Linked DNA regions of Mus musculus: region 1 is linked to region 2. A link is a contact called in public HiChIP or PLAC-seq data. All regions are on one chromosome and are shown on one strand. The core of a region is the stretch at or near the end of the contact, and the rest is flanking DNA. Distances in the headings are between cores, read along the strand shown.

The links. HiChIP or PLAC-seq counts read pairs in DNA pulled down with a chosen protein or histone mark.
Region 1: an H3K27ac HiChIP or PLAC-seq map of microglia shows a contact between it and region 2, with 7 times the contacts expected there. The contact joins the enhancer-like site here to the promoter of Ezh1 in region 2. A contact is called at or near these places in 2 of 39 promoter capture datasets (HPC-7-derived erythroid cells and neutrophils), 3 of 115 datasets of contacts at active chromatin or transcription factors (memory CD8 T cells, microglia and pancreatic cancer cells) and 1 of 9 other capture datasets (adipose tissue).

The regions. Positions count from the first base shown.
Region 1 is chr11:100,822,363-100,828,662 of GRCm38.p6, reverse strand. The region is part of intron 1 of Stat5b (signal transducer and activator of transcription 5B); the gene reads left to right. Among named protein-coding and RNA genes, the nearest start is that of Stat5b, 25 kb to the left of the region's middle. Within about 2 kb of position 1,857, at least 56 of the 459 cell types and tissues checked have an H3K27ac peak or open chromatin away from gene starts, as enhancers often do. A contact at or near this core is called in adipose tissue, microglia and neutrophils, where this site is marked.
Region 2 is chr11:101,223,717-101,230,281 of GRCm38.p6, reverse strand. It overlaps Ezh1 (enhancer of zeste 1 polycomb repressive complex 2 subunit), which reads left to right and starts at 3,819. Exons shown (of 21, transcript NM_007970.3): 1 at 3,819-3,886.

The sequences.
Region 1 (6,300 bases), core at 608-3,107, 400 kb after region 2:
TCTTCTTTAAACTTGATTATGGGCTTGAAAATTACTGGTACATTGATGTAATTGCTTATACAGATATTTAGCATTCTGCACACAAGGGGCCTCTGTGACAGAAGAGGCTTTGATGGCGGCCCCACTGTGAAGTCACGGTTAGGCCTGAAGTCGAGGCTTTGCTGGTTGTTTCTCTGCACCCCCATTCTCACTACATTTTCTTTCTTCTCTCCCCTCCCCCTTCACTACCCCTCCCCTCCTCTCTCGTCTCTCTTTCTCTTTTCCCTTCTTGTTCATTCTAAGTTTTTGGCGTGGTTGGTACAAAAGCATCCAGATCCTCTGCGCCAGTCCCAGCCCTTTATTAGTCCACTTTAAAGGAGCGATGCACAGAGTCCAGAGTGTGAAAGTGAAGGCTGGGATGTCTGTAACGTTCTTAGAGCTACACCAAGGAGGGGAGGAGATAGTCTTGGAGAATGATTTGAAAAGTTACCTGTGTGCTAAGTGCACTCGGGGATGGAGGTAGGGGAGGATCAGGAGTTCAAGATCAGCCTTCACGACATAGCAAGTTCAAAGCCACCCTGTGCAACATGGAACCCTGACTTTCAAATAGAATCTTGTTTTCTTTGGTGCTTGGGATGGAGCCCAGGGTCCTGCGCTCTCCTACCACTGAGCTACATCTCAGCTTCTGGTTCTGAACTCTGTGTGTGTGTGTGTGTGTGTGTGTGTGTGTGTGTGTACAAGTGCATGTGTGTGTGCGCCTGTGTGGAAGGCATAGATGATCAATCTCAGGTTTTTTCAGGAGTTGTCCACCTTCTTTTCCTTATTCTGTGTTCCTGTGTGTGTGTGTACATATATGTACATATGTGTGCGTGTGTATGTATATGTAAAGACAGGAGGTAATTGTCAAGTACCATCCTTGATTGTTCTTCCACCTTAATCCTTGAGACAGGATCTCTCACTAAACCCAGAGTTTGAAGATGCTGCTAGTCTTTCTGGCTAGTTTGCCCTGGGTTATCTCCATCTCCCAAGGCTAGAATTACAGATGGCCCCTATGCATCTGGACATGTATGCGGGCTCTGGGGATATGGACGTGAGTCCTCTCTATTGTGTGGCCAACACTAACCATTGGGCAAGCTCCCAAATTGTTTATCTAGACAGGGTCTCTTACTGGCCAGAAAGCCTCGGGGAGCCACCTGTCTTAAATCCCAGTCCCCATGGCTGGCATTCTAAGCATGGCTTTTTGTGTGGGTGCTGGGAATCAAACTCAGGTCCCTGTGCATGTTCAGAAGGAAGCTGTCTCTTCAGTCTCTGACTGTGGACTAGATTTATTTAATTATGTGTGTCTAAATGGTTTTTGCCTGCAGGTGTGTATGTGTGCCTGGTCAGAAGAGGGCATGGGATCCCCAGAACTGGAGTTAAGACAGTTGCAATCTATTATGTGGGTGCTGAGAATTGAAGCCAGGTCCTCTGCAAGAGCAACAAGTGCTCTAAACCACTGAGCCATCTGCTCAGCCCCAGGCTCTGCAGTCTCAACCAGAGCTCTGAACATAAGCTGTGCTGGGGTGCTTTCTTCCCTTTGTCCTCCGTTCATTTACATCAGGTAGACCCATATTGCCTGCCTTGGCCCTGTTTCTCAGCCTGTAAAACATTAAGGCCAACAGTTCAATCCAGAGCCATAAATGTCTCGACTGAAGCCAATGGGATGTGCCTTTAGAGGTCCATTTTTATGGTGTTTTCAAACACAGCTGCTAAGGTACCAGAGATAGAGCGAGCACCCGACGGTGAACGCTTAACCGTACTCGGGTCATCCTGGAACAGTGAAAAATCGCATTGAGGAGCTCAGTGGCACTGGTACCCTGGGAGCATCCTCCCACCCTTCCTGTTTAAAGAGGAACTGGCATCTATAGCCGTTACCGCCCCACCCCCACTTCTCCCAGATTTAGATTGCATGTGTGTATAAAGTTTACCAGCCACAAATAGGTTCTGTTCCCCCACTCCTTGTTATAGGGCCTTTTTTTTCTGTTCAATATGCTTTTATTGGCACCTCCTCTGGTGTTCTTTACAGCAGTAGCTAATTAGTGACAGCTTTTAAGCAAGCAGCTTGTCATTTTTGGCAGGGACAGGGGACATCTATAGCTAAGTATACCATACTCGATGGAAATACATCTCGAATCTAAAAGGCGTCTGTAGTCAAAGGTGGCTGCTCCTACTGAAATATCTAAAGTTGGCATGGTGTGCTGAGATGGCGAACTCTCAGGGGGTGGGGGGGATGATTACATGGGTTCTGTGTGTGACAGGTGTCACTGTGAGCCCTGAGTCATCCTCCAAACCTTCATCTGCACTGGGGATGTCAGACCTCGTCATGTTGTTTTGGCATAGTAATAAATCTCTCTGGGTGGCATTTAGTGGCAAGCATGGTGACCGAGGAGTGTGCTGTTGCTGTTGGCGAATGCCGTGCCTACCATTTATGCTCAGCTTCTTTCTCACAGTGTCATTAAAGGAACCGGTTTCGTTTGCTTGGAGATGAAGGGAATTTTCTTGAGGCTTCAAGCTCAGCTCAGCGTTCTCGCAACCCATGTCATTCTTTTCCTCTGGAGTCACGGCCGTGAGGTGTTAGCTCTATTTTCCAAACTTGTCACGATGTTTATGGATGGTTCATCTATTGATTAACGCTAACGATGAGTCAAAACCTCCGTCAGAGTTTCTATAAAATGTGATTCACTCCCATTACTCCTCTAATAAGGATACAAATAATGTGTTAAAAATAACACATTGAAGAAAATAATTGGCCTGCTGGCTATTCCTCTCAACTTGGTTCCCTTTGTGACATGGAGATCCGCTGAAATGATATGTAATACTCAATTACCAAATACCTACCATGTACCGAGCGGAGTGAGGGGTAAGCTGGAACTCTAGAGTGGTGGTGCAGTCTGTCTGTTCAAAATGAGGTGCTCAAAATGATGAAAGACACAGCACTGTCGAGGTCCCGTTTCCCACTGAGGCGTGAAAGAGTACAGGGGACATCTTTCTTAGGAGCTTGATATTGTCAGATGTCCTCGCTCTCAGTTCCCCGTTTTGCCATGTCATGCATAAGGGACAATCCAGAAGTTGTCTTCCATTATCTGCTTCTTTATAGCATGGCATGGTAAACTCTGAGGATTCTTGACACTCATATTTAAAGCACACGGAGATAGCAACAAAGTTACTTCTACCATCAGTATTTAGCAGCACAGGAACTTACTCCTTCTCTTTGGTTTCAGGTGCCCCAGCTTTAGATAAATGGAAGTTAAATTATTGCTATTGTATGAACAGTTTCCCAGGTGGATGCCCAGCTTCAGCCCCCTAAACCAGCCAGTCCTATCCTGCCCCCTGGGATAGTTGGTGGGTTGTTTTGTCATTGGTGTGAGTGACTGTCCCTTTATGAAAGCCAGAGCTGAGCATGACCTGGGATTAGTGTTGGCGATGAATAGCAGTGCAGCTGACAGGCATCCGAACACACCTCACTGCCCATTTTGACCCAGGAGCTGTCTGAGACCGAAGTATTAACCTCACCAGAGAGCTGCCCTCTCACGGGATGGTCCTCCTTTTGTTTACCTTCACAACTCCAAGCCTTTAGCTGACTTCTGATTGGTTCAGAAAGATGAAGATGCACCAAACTCTCCTCTGGCTTCCTCCAGTTGTACTTGAAGGCTCCAGAAAGACCTGATTTAAAGCTTTCTTTTGGGTTGGGTCTCTTTGGAAGTTGCACTCTGGGATAATTTATTCTATAGCTTTTACTCTAAAGCACCCTCAAGACAAAGAACTACTTTGGCTAAATGAGGATTTTTTTTTTAATTTAAAAAATAGTGTGTGCACGTGCGTGTGCGTGCATGTATACATGCATGTGTGGATGTCAAAGAATAACTGTAAGAGTCAGTTTCCTGTTTCCACCTTGTGGGTCCCAGGAATCAAACTCGGGTTGTCAGGCATGATGGCAAGTGCCTTACTTACTGACTCATCTCGACTGCCCTTAACTAAGTGAGGATTTTTAATGAGCAAAGATGTGAGGCTGGGCGCATGCTCTCAGAAGGTCTGAGGCCTCTTAGGGAATCTGAGAGCCCTAACTCTGAAGCCTGTTGCCTCACCTGTAGCATAGTGACACTATTAGAGACACCACGGGTGTTCTTGAGAGACTTACTGAGGAACATGCAGCGCACACAGGTGTGTGTGTGACATGTGGCAATACCTCCGTGGTATTTTTTCATTCCTTCTGCTCCTAGAACCACTGTTTCTCCTGCTAGCTTTCTCCCCTGGGTGCAAAACCCCTGCTGCTGTAAAGCAGAGACAAAAAGGAGTGGAAAGTAAGAAGCTTGCTTTGTGTCAGACATGAAACAGTTTCTAGTGTGCAGCTTAATTTAGCCTATGTAACAAGTTTTTCACGCCAGGAGCTCTCAGTTGTCTTCATCTCGAGCTGGGTGTTCTGAGTCTGGGGTTAAGTACTCCATCATCAAAGCCCAGCTTCTGTGAGGACTGCCTCCCACAAAAAGCCTGCTATCTCTGTTGCCACCACAACCTGAGAGAGAGTAGTTAGAAACCACACGGAGCTGATGGCATGCCATGTGAGCATCTCAGAGGGACTTGTCACGTGTTCTTTTCTTTTCCTCTGTGTGTGTGTGTGTGTGTGTGTAGGTCAGAAGACAACTGTGTAGCATTCTTTTTTGTTTGACAGGGTCTCTCCCAGGCCTGGAAGCTCCTCAAATAGGCTATATTATCTGGTTAGCAACCGTGTGTCCACCTCCTGTCTTCCCATTGCTGAAATTAAAAACACTCATAGCTATGGGGGTCTAGGGATTTGAACTCAGATTCTCACACTTCCTAGACAAGTTCTTTACCAACTGAGCTATCTCCCCAGTCTAGCCCATCAACATTTTCTTGCAAGACATATGTAGACATTTAAAACCTTCATTTTTCTTCCTTCTCCTTTGCACGAGGAAGGATCTTATCTTGCTGCCTCTAGGAGAAGCGAATGCAGACTCTCCTATAGTTTGGTGCAATTTTAATTTACAGAAGTCTATGCCAGAATACAATGCTATTGGGGTGGGGCACTAAAATCTTCAGCGTCATTTTAAGCATTTGGAATTACTATCTGAAGAAGACCTTACTTGTCTTTTTGCTCGTCGTTTTAGTGGTCTTTTCTCCATGTCTAATCTCAGAAGCTGTGTGCGCATTCTCTGTGGCCTCTGGGGTTTTGGTATTGATATCCCGGCCATCACAGATGACTGGGCTTTTGTTTGTTTGTTTTCTCTTAGTTTTCAAAACAATTTATTGATTTTATTTTATGTGCATTGGTATTTTACCTGCATGTATGTCTGAGTGAGGGTGTCAGATACCCCGAAACTTGAGTTATAGACAGTTGCAAGCTGCTATATACGGGTGCTGGGAATTGAACCCAGGTCCTCTGGAATAGTAGCCAGTGCTCCTAACAGCTGAACCATCTCTCCAGCCCCATGGCTGTTTTGAGAAAACAAAATGAATGTGAGTTTGAGAAAAGTTTGACATTTTAATTTTGTCAATCACCTAGAGATTTGAAATGTCACTCTTATCACCAGATTACTATCATATTTTTAGATAGAGGCTTCTGGCTTATTCATGTAAAATGTAGGAATGGGGAGGCCAGCATGATGGCTCAGTGGGTAAAGGTGCTTGCCACCAAACCTGAGGACCCAAGTTTGATTGCCAGGACCCAAACGGTGAATGGAGAGAAGAGCAGAGGACAGACTCTGTCCTCTGACTCCCACACGTATGCCATGGCCCACATGCACCACACACAAAACATACAAAAGAAATAAACAATTAATCAAAATCTAAGATGGTTCCTGTCCTGGTTCTTAATGGTGCCCTTGCCATTTAGAAAGCGTGAGGCTTTATGATCTAACCTCTTTCAGCTTCAGCCGAGACCCTTCAGTGGCAGAGATTGTGGGTCTCCATTTGCTTGTTTTTCTTGGGAGCTTTACTGGAAACAAAATGTGATTGCGTACTAGCTGCGGAGGGGAAGTTGGCTAGAACTCACAGCTTTCTGTTTGGTCTGTCTGAAGCAGCTGACCTTTTAGAAGGAAATCGCTGCTCTTTGCTTCTTCCTGTAACATCGCAGCCAGTGAGCAGTGAACGAGTGTAGACAGAGCTCTGCCTCTAGCCTGGCTGCCCAAGCCCAAGCCGTTAGAAGCAGGAGCCCCTGCGCAGTGCCTGGTCACGGAGCTGAGCTGTGTTTAGATGTGTTGGCTGCTGCGTGGTGAAGGAAGACCCGTCTCCAGAAAAGCAATTTAGGCAAAAGGGATTCCGTTT
Region 2 (6,565 bases), core at 2,570-5,069:
GGCCTCCAATTTAAGAGCAAGATGCAGAGTGAGAAGCCAGAAGCAGGCACAGCTATTCCTTTCTCTCTGCAGCTTCCTGGGAGTGGGACAGAGAGGAGAGGGTGGCTGGGGGTGGGGCCAAGAGAGGAGGCTGAGATGCTGGCTTTTCAAAGGTCCAGCTGCTGACCACTGGTCAGCAGATGTCATTGTAACCAGCCCACACCCAACAAAGACCTAAAGGGTTGCAAAAGAAAAAAAAAAGAGAGAGAGAGATTTAGAAGAGCTGGCCAAACAAAGGCTGGCTGATGGTATCTGGAAGAACATTGTCAGCTGAGAAAGTGCCTGATCTGGGGGGTTGGGGTGCGGGAGGATACCTAGCCCAGCCCAAGAAGAAGGAACACACTGGCAAGCAACATTTCGCCCCATAAACCTTCTTCTGGAGGATAATGACAAGGATAGACCTTCACTGACGAGGCTTACTTAACCTTGTGGTTAGTGCCATGCCAATTATTGTGAGGAACAGAGGGGTAAGATTGGGGGTGAAAGAGGAAGACTGCTAGGATGAATGACGAGGTGGGACTCTGGTGAGCTCCCCAACTCTCATCCTCCATAGCCCCAGGAATCGTTTCAACCCCCTTTCTTGCCACTTCAGAAACATCCCTGTAGCCGTGCTGCCTCTGCTAGCTCAAATGTCTTTCTTTTTGCATCTCCCGCTGTTACTTGGCACACCTCCCAAGGCCGGGTCCCCTCCCTTGGCTTCAGTTATCAGCCTGTTGGTGGTTCCCAAATCTCTCACTATGTCTCTCGGATATTCAGATCTTCTCAACCTCTCTGTAGATAACACACATTATTTTGAGAAAGTCAGGTATTGCCACAAGAGGATAGAAGGCAAAGAAGCTAGGGCCCCTAGCTCAGCATTCTCCCTGTTAAAAGCTTGGTGTGTGATTTCTTTGACCTCAGTCTCATGTTTTTGTCGCAGTTGTATCCGGTCAAGCACCTGACCTTCTCCAGGCAAGGTGAGGCTGGCCCTTTAGCCCACCCCAGTGAATCAATAGAAGCTTATTCCTCTTTGTTGGGGAAAATGTCTGATCTCTTTGGTCAGTGCTGAGACCTTTCTGCTCCTGAACTGAAATCCAGGAAACCTCTGCCTGTGTTCTTGCACCTTTGGCTCAATCTTATTTCTATCACTTCAGAGATTCTGTCTCTGGCAACACTTCACTAATTATAAATGCAATGCAGTGGGTCTCAAACTTGGCTACATTCTATAATTACTTCAAATGTTTTTACAACGCCGAAAGCCCAGGCTGTCCCTTAGATTGATTAAACATTATAAGGGAATGCCGAGCAATGGTGGCACATACCTTTAATCTCAGTACTTGGAAGGCAAGAGGAAGGCAGATCTCTGAATTTGAGGCTAGTCTGGTCTACAGAGTGAGCTCCAGGACAGCCAAGGTTACAGAGAAGAAAAAAGACCCAAAACAGCATAAAGGAATACTTAAGTTAATTGGTTATTGGACAAATAGATACAAGAGGAAAACAATAAAATGGCTTTTTTGCTTTTAAACTTATTATTATTATTATTATTATTATTATTATTATTTTTTTTTTTTGGTTTTTTGAGACAGGGTTTCTCTGTGTAGCCCTGGCTGTCCTGGAACTCACTTTGTAGACCAGGCTGGCCTCGAACTCAGAAATACACCTGCCTCTGCCTCCCAAATGTTGGGATTAAAGGAATGTGCCACCACGTCCGGCTTAAATTTATTATTATCATTATTATTACTACTACTAGCAGCAGCAGCAGCAGTGGGTGTGCGTGGGTGGGTGGGAGTGCCATGGCCACTTTTGAGGTCCCAGGATTAACTTTGTAGAGTTGCTTTTCTCCTTTCACTTTTGTGTAGATTGTGGGGATTAAGCCTAGGTCACCAGGTCACCAGGCTTGCACAGAAAGCACCTTTACTTTGAGCCAGCTCATTGGCCTAGAAACCCAAAGGTTGGTTTTCCTCTCTCTCTTTTTCTTTTCTTTCTTCTGTCCTTCCCTCCCTCCCTTCCTCCCATCCCTCCTTCCTTTCTGTATTCATTTATTGAGACAGAGTTTCATTATGTAGCTCTGGCTGTCCTGGAACTAACTGTAGACCAGGCTGGCCTCGAACTCATAAAAATCTACCTACCTATTGATAGGTTATTTCTCTGCTGCCGGTGAAATGAGCCAATTCAAGCCAGATTATATTAATTAAAGGCAGTTTTGTTAGGAAGCTGCTCTCTGCCCTCAAGGATTGTGGCTAGGGGAGTTGCCATGGGGAAGTGGGGCTAGGGAGGAAGAGGGAAAGAGAGAAAGGAAAAGAGAAAGGGAGGGAGGAGAGAGAGAGAGAGAGAGAGAGAGAGAGAGAGAGAGAGAGAGATTGAGCGCGCGAGCAGAGCCGGATAGCGCCAGCATGAGAAATGTCTGGATTATACAGGGAAGAACCTCTCTGGAGAAACAGCAGCCCAGCCCCTGGGCTGGAAAGTTCAGGGTTGGGGGCAGGGTATGCCAGGTAGGAACTGAAGGGTTGCTGGGAGAACTTGGAGGCCAGGTCCACTTTGATATGTAAAATATGCACCTCAGTCCCTTTTCTGCAGACACCTGCCTCTGCCTCTGCCTCCAAAGTGCTGGGATTAAAGATGTGTGCCACCACTATACCTACCTCCAAAGTTTTTGATAAAAGGAAAAGAATAGTGGAGGCTGGAGAGATGGTACAGTGGATAAGAACAAAGGCGACTTTAAAAAGGACCAAGATTTGATCTTCAGCACCTACATGGTACCTCACTACGGTTAGCAACTCCAGTCCCAGGGGATCTGATGGCCTCTTTTGGCCTCCAAGTATGCCCACAAACACATGGTACAGATACATACACCCAGGCACACACACACACACACACACACACACACACACACACACTAAAACAAACAAATGCATCGTTAAAAAATAACTAAAAGTCCGGGGAGTGGTGGTGCATGCCTTTAATCCCAGCACTTGGGAGGCAGAGGCAGGCAGATTTCCGAGTTTGAGGCCAGCCTGGTCTACAAAATGAGTTCCAGGACAGCCAGTGCTACACAGAGAAACCCTGTCTCGAAAAAAACAAAAACAAAACGAAAACGAAAAACCACCCCCCCCAAAAAAACAAAAAACCAAAACCAAAAACCACCATAGCATGTATTAAAACACACATACGCAAATAAATAAATAATAAAATATTTTGAAAAAAAGAACCTGTTCGTTTCTGATGATGGATATTTCTTGCCTCTATAGTTACTATTCCCTTTTTGTAATATTAAGTATCTTGTGGAGAGGTTTAAAAAATATTCTCGAGGGCTGGAGAGATGGCTCAGCGGTTAAGAGCGCCGACTGCTTTTCTGAAGGTCGTGAGTTCAAATCCCAGCAACCACATGATGGCTCACAACCATCCGTAATGATATCTGATGCCCTCTTCTGGGGTGTCTGAAGACAGCTACAGTGTACTTACATATAATAAATAAATAAATAAATATTAAAACAATATTCTCAAGCCGGGCGTGGTGGCGCACACCTTTGATCCCAGCACTTGGGAGGCAGAGGCAGGCTGTCTTCCAAAATTTGACTTGTAAGTTGTCTAAACACGGTTGGCAATGGTGCGCTGCTGAATAAAGTCTTCAAGAAGAGATCTGTGGCTCCAGGATGACTTTTCTCTGACAGCGCCACCTAGGAAAGTGTCGGACTAGAGCTACATCACCTTAGCGAAAACACACACCTGCGAAGACCGCAGCCCAGGTGATCCACCCTCAGAGTGCGCACGCGCACGGAGGGGAGGCGCGGGGCGTGGCCGCGGCGCAGGGGCGTGGCCGTAGCGCGCAGGCGTCCTAGTGGCGGGTGGCTGCGTCTCAGGATGGAGGGTGAGTGAGTAAACAAGACGGGGCTGGGCGGTGGGGCCGGGCCTGGGCTTGGCGTGACGCTTGAACCTCAGGGCTGGGGAGGCGAAGAAATGAGGAAACTGAGGGCCACACCATTGCCTGACCCGGGGTAGCGCGAAGCCTGTCGTCCCGAGTGTGGTGGGACCCGGGGCGACAGCGCGTGCGAGCTGCGGGGGGCCGCGTGGCGGAGGGGGCGCGGCGGGGGCGGACCCGGCTGGTGGCCCGTGCCAACGTGGGTGGGCCTTGGCGTCTGCCAGGGGACCCTGACTCTTGTAAGCGGGAGGGCCAGAGGCCCGGGTGGCTCGGGCTCGCAGAGGCTTTGAGTGATGTTGAGGAAGGGGTGGCCAGGCCGAGATGCCCGCCAAGTGTGAGAGGTTCTTAAGACGCCCAAGTGTCAGGGTCGAGATTCCCGGGGTCGCGCGGCACCTCCTCAACATTTTGCTCCCGGACCTTGTCGCTGGTCTAACTCGCCTCACTTTAGTTCCGGGTTTGAGTGAGGATTTGTCTTCAAACTGTGACTGTCTCTCCCGTCCCCAGAATTCCCAGAAACGATATGTAAATGAACGCATCCCGAAGTAAAAGGGAAGGTGCTATATTTGGGACATAACTTGTCAGGAAGTAGATGTGAGACAAAGCTTTAAGAGAATTTTTTTTGGGGGCGTGTTTCGAGACAGGGTTTCTCTGTGTAGCCTGACTGTCCTGGAACTCACTCTGTAGACCAGGCTGGCCTCGAACTCAGAAATCCGCCTGCCTCTGACTCCCAGTGCTGGGATTAAAGGAGTGCACCACCACGCCTGGCGAGAATTGTTAAGATTTAGTTGTTTGGGTTTTTGTTGTTGTTGTTGTTGTTTGTTTGTTTGTTTTTAATGTGTGTGCACTCTATGTATGGATGGTTCCAGGGACATCGAATCCCTTGGTACTAGAGTTAAGGATGCTTACATACCACCATGTGGGAGCAGGGAACTGAGCCAGTCCTTGTTGTTTGCAAGAGCAACAAGTGTTCTTAACCGCTGAGCAGGCTTTTCACCATGTGGGACGAGCTTACTTTGGTCAAAGTGACCACTGAGATGATGTAGGTGGTGGGGCACAAGGAAGAGAATGGAAATAGATTAGATGGAGGTTAGTGTTGGAGGTGTGGGTAAACTGATTAGCCAAAGTATGGAACCTATGCCTTGGGAAACAGAGCCAAGGATCACAAAGAATTGGATATGTACAGGGAGGACATTGAAAATGTAGAGACTTTTGGGGTACATTTGCTACATGATATCTCAGAATAAGAAATCTTCAGCCCAATGAATATTTTTGTTGATTTTGGTCTCTGCATAGCACCTGGCTATCTTTGAACTCTCCCTGTACACCAGGCAGGCCTTGAACTCACAGGATCCTCAGGCCTCTACCTCTTGGGATTAAAAGGTATGACTCACCCTCCACCCAAAGATTTTAAGACGAGGAAAGGACATTGGATGTCTTTCCAGCCTGAGAAGGTTTGACCGCTGCCCCAGTCTTTTGATTTTTGAGAAACCTGTTTTCAGCCTTGGAAACCCAGTTGTGGCTCTGAAGGGAGATAACCAGCTCACATAGGAGTGAATGCATGTTAGGAGAGAAGACCTTAATCACATAAACAGGATGCTAGTTGTGATGTTGCAGCCTTAGAATCCCAGAACTCCGTTAATGGAATTAGGAGGCTTAGGAGTTCAAGGCCAGCCTTTTCAAGGTCAGCCTGGTCTAAATGAAACTCTGTGTCAAAACAACCACAAAAGTATGTAAACCTGGAAGAACCATCTGTAAAAAGGAAACATCTGAGGGGATGTGGCGCACACACCCTTCTAAAGCCTTCTGTGGATGTTCTGACTCATGTCTAACCGAAGAGTCTGGTTTTTATTGAATGATAATGGATGGTCCCCAACAAAACTTTATGCTGATGTAGTTCATAATCAGCTAGGGCAGGGCCCTGCCTATAGCAGGCTAATGTGGTTGTATATCTTCAAGGCAGCTCTCTTCCACTGGTCCTGGAAATTTAAAAAAAAAAAAAAAGCATCCCCGGAGAAAACCAAATCCGTTTTGATTTTTGTTACTCTTGTCTGCAGTGGGGATGGCCTGGTTCTATTGAACACTAGGAAATATTTATGTTAATTAGAGTTCTTTAGTTAAGATTGTGGTTCACAGCAAACCAGGCATGGTGGTCCATGTCTGTAATTCTGGTACTAAGGAGATAGAGGTAGGTGGTTCAGTAGTTCAAGGTTATCCATGACGACCTAGCATCCTTGAGGTGAGGTTGATGGAGGATCTGAGATACTGGCATTTTGTTGTTTGTTTTGAGCCCTGGCTGTCCTAGAACTCATTCTGTACAAGTGTTGATGAAATTGAAACTAGTGACTCAATTTAGATATATATTTTTAAAGATGTATTTATTTTATGTATATGAGCACACTGTAGCTGTCTTCAGACACCAGAAGAGGGCATCGGATCCCATTACAGATGATGTGATCCACGCTATGGTTGCTGGGAATTGAACTCAGAACCTCTGCAAGAGCAGTCAGTGCTCTTAACTACTGAGCCATCTCTTTAGCCTCCATTTTATATATCTTATGTCCATAGTTTAACCCTCCTTCCCATTCCTATTATGAATTGAGGATGAAACAACAATAGGCTGAGGAGATG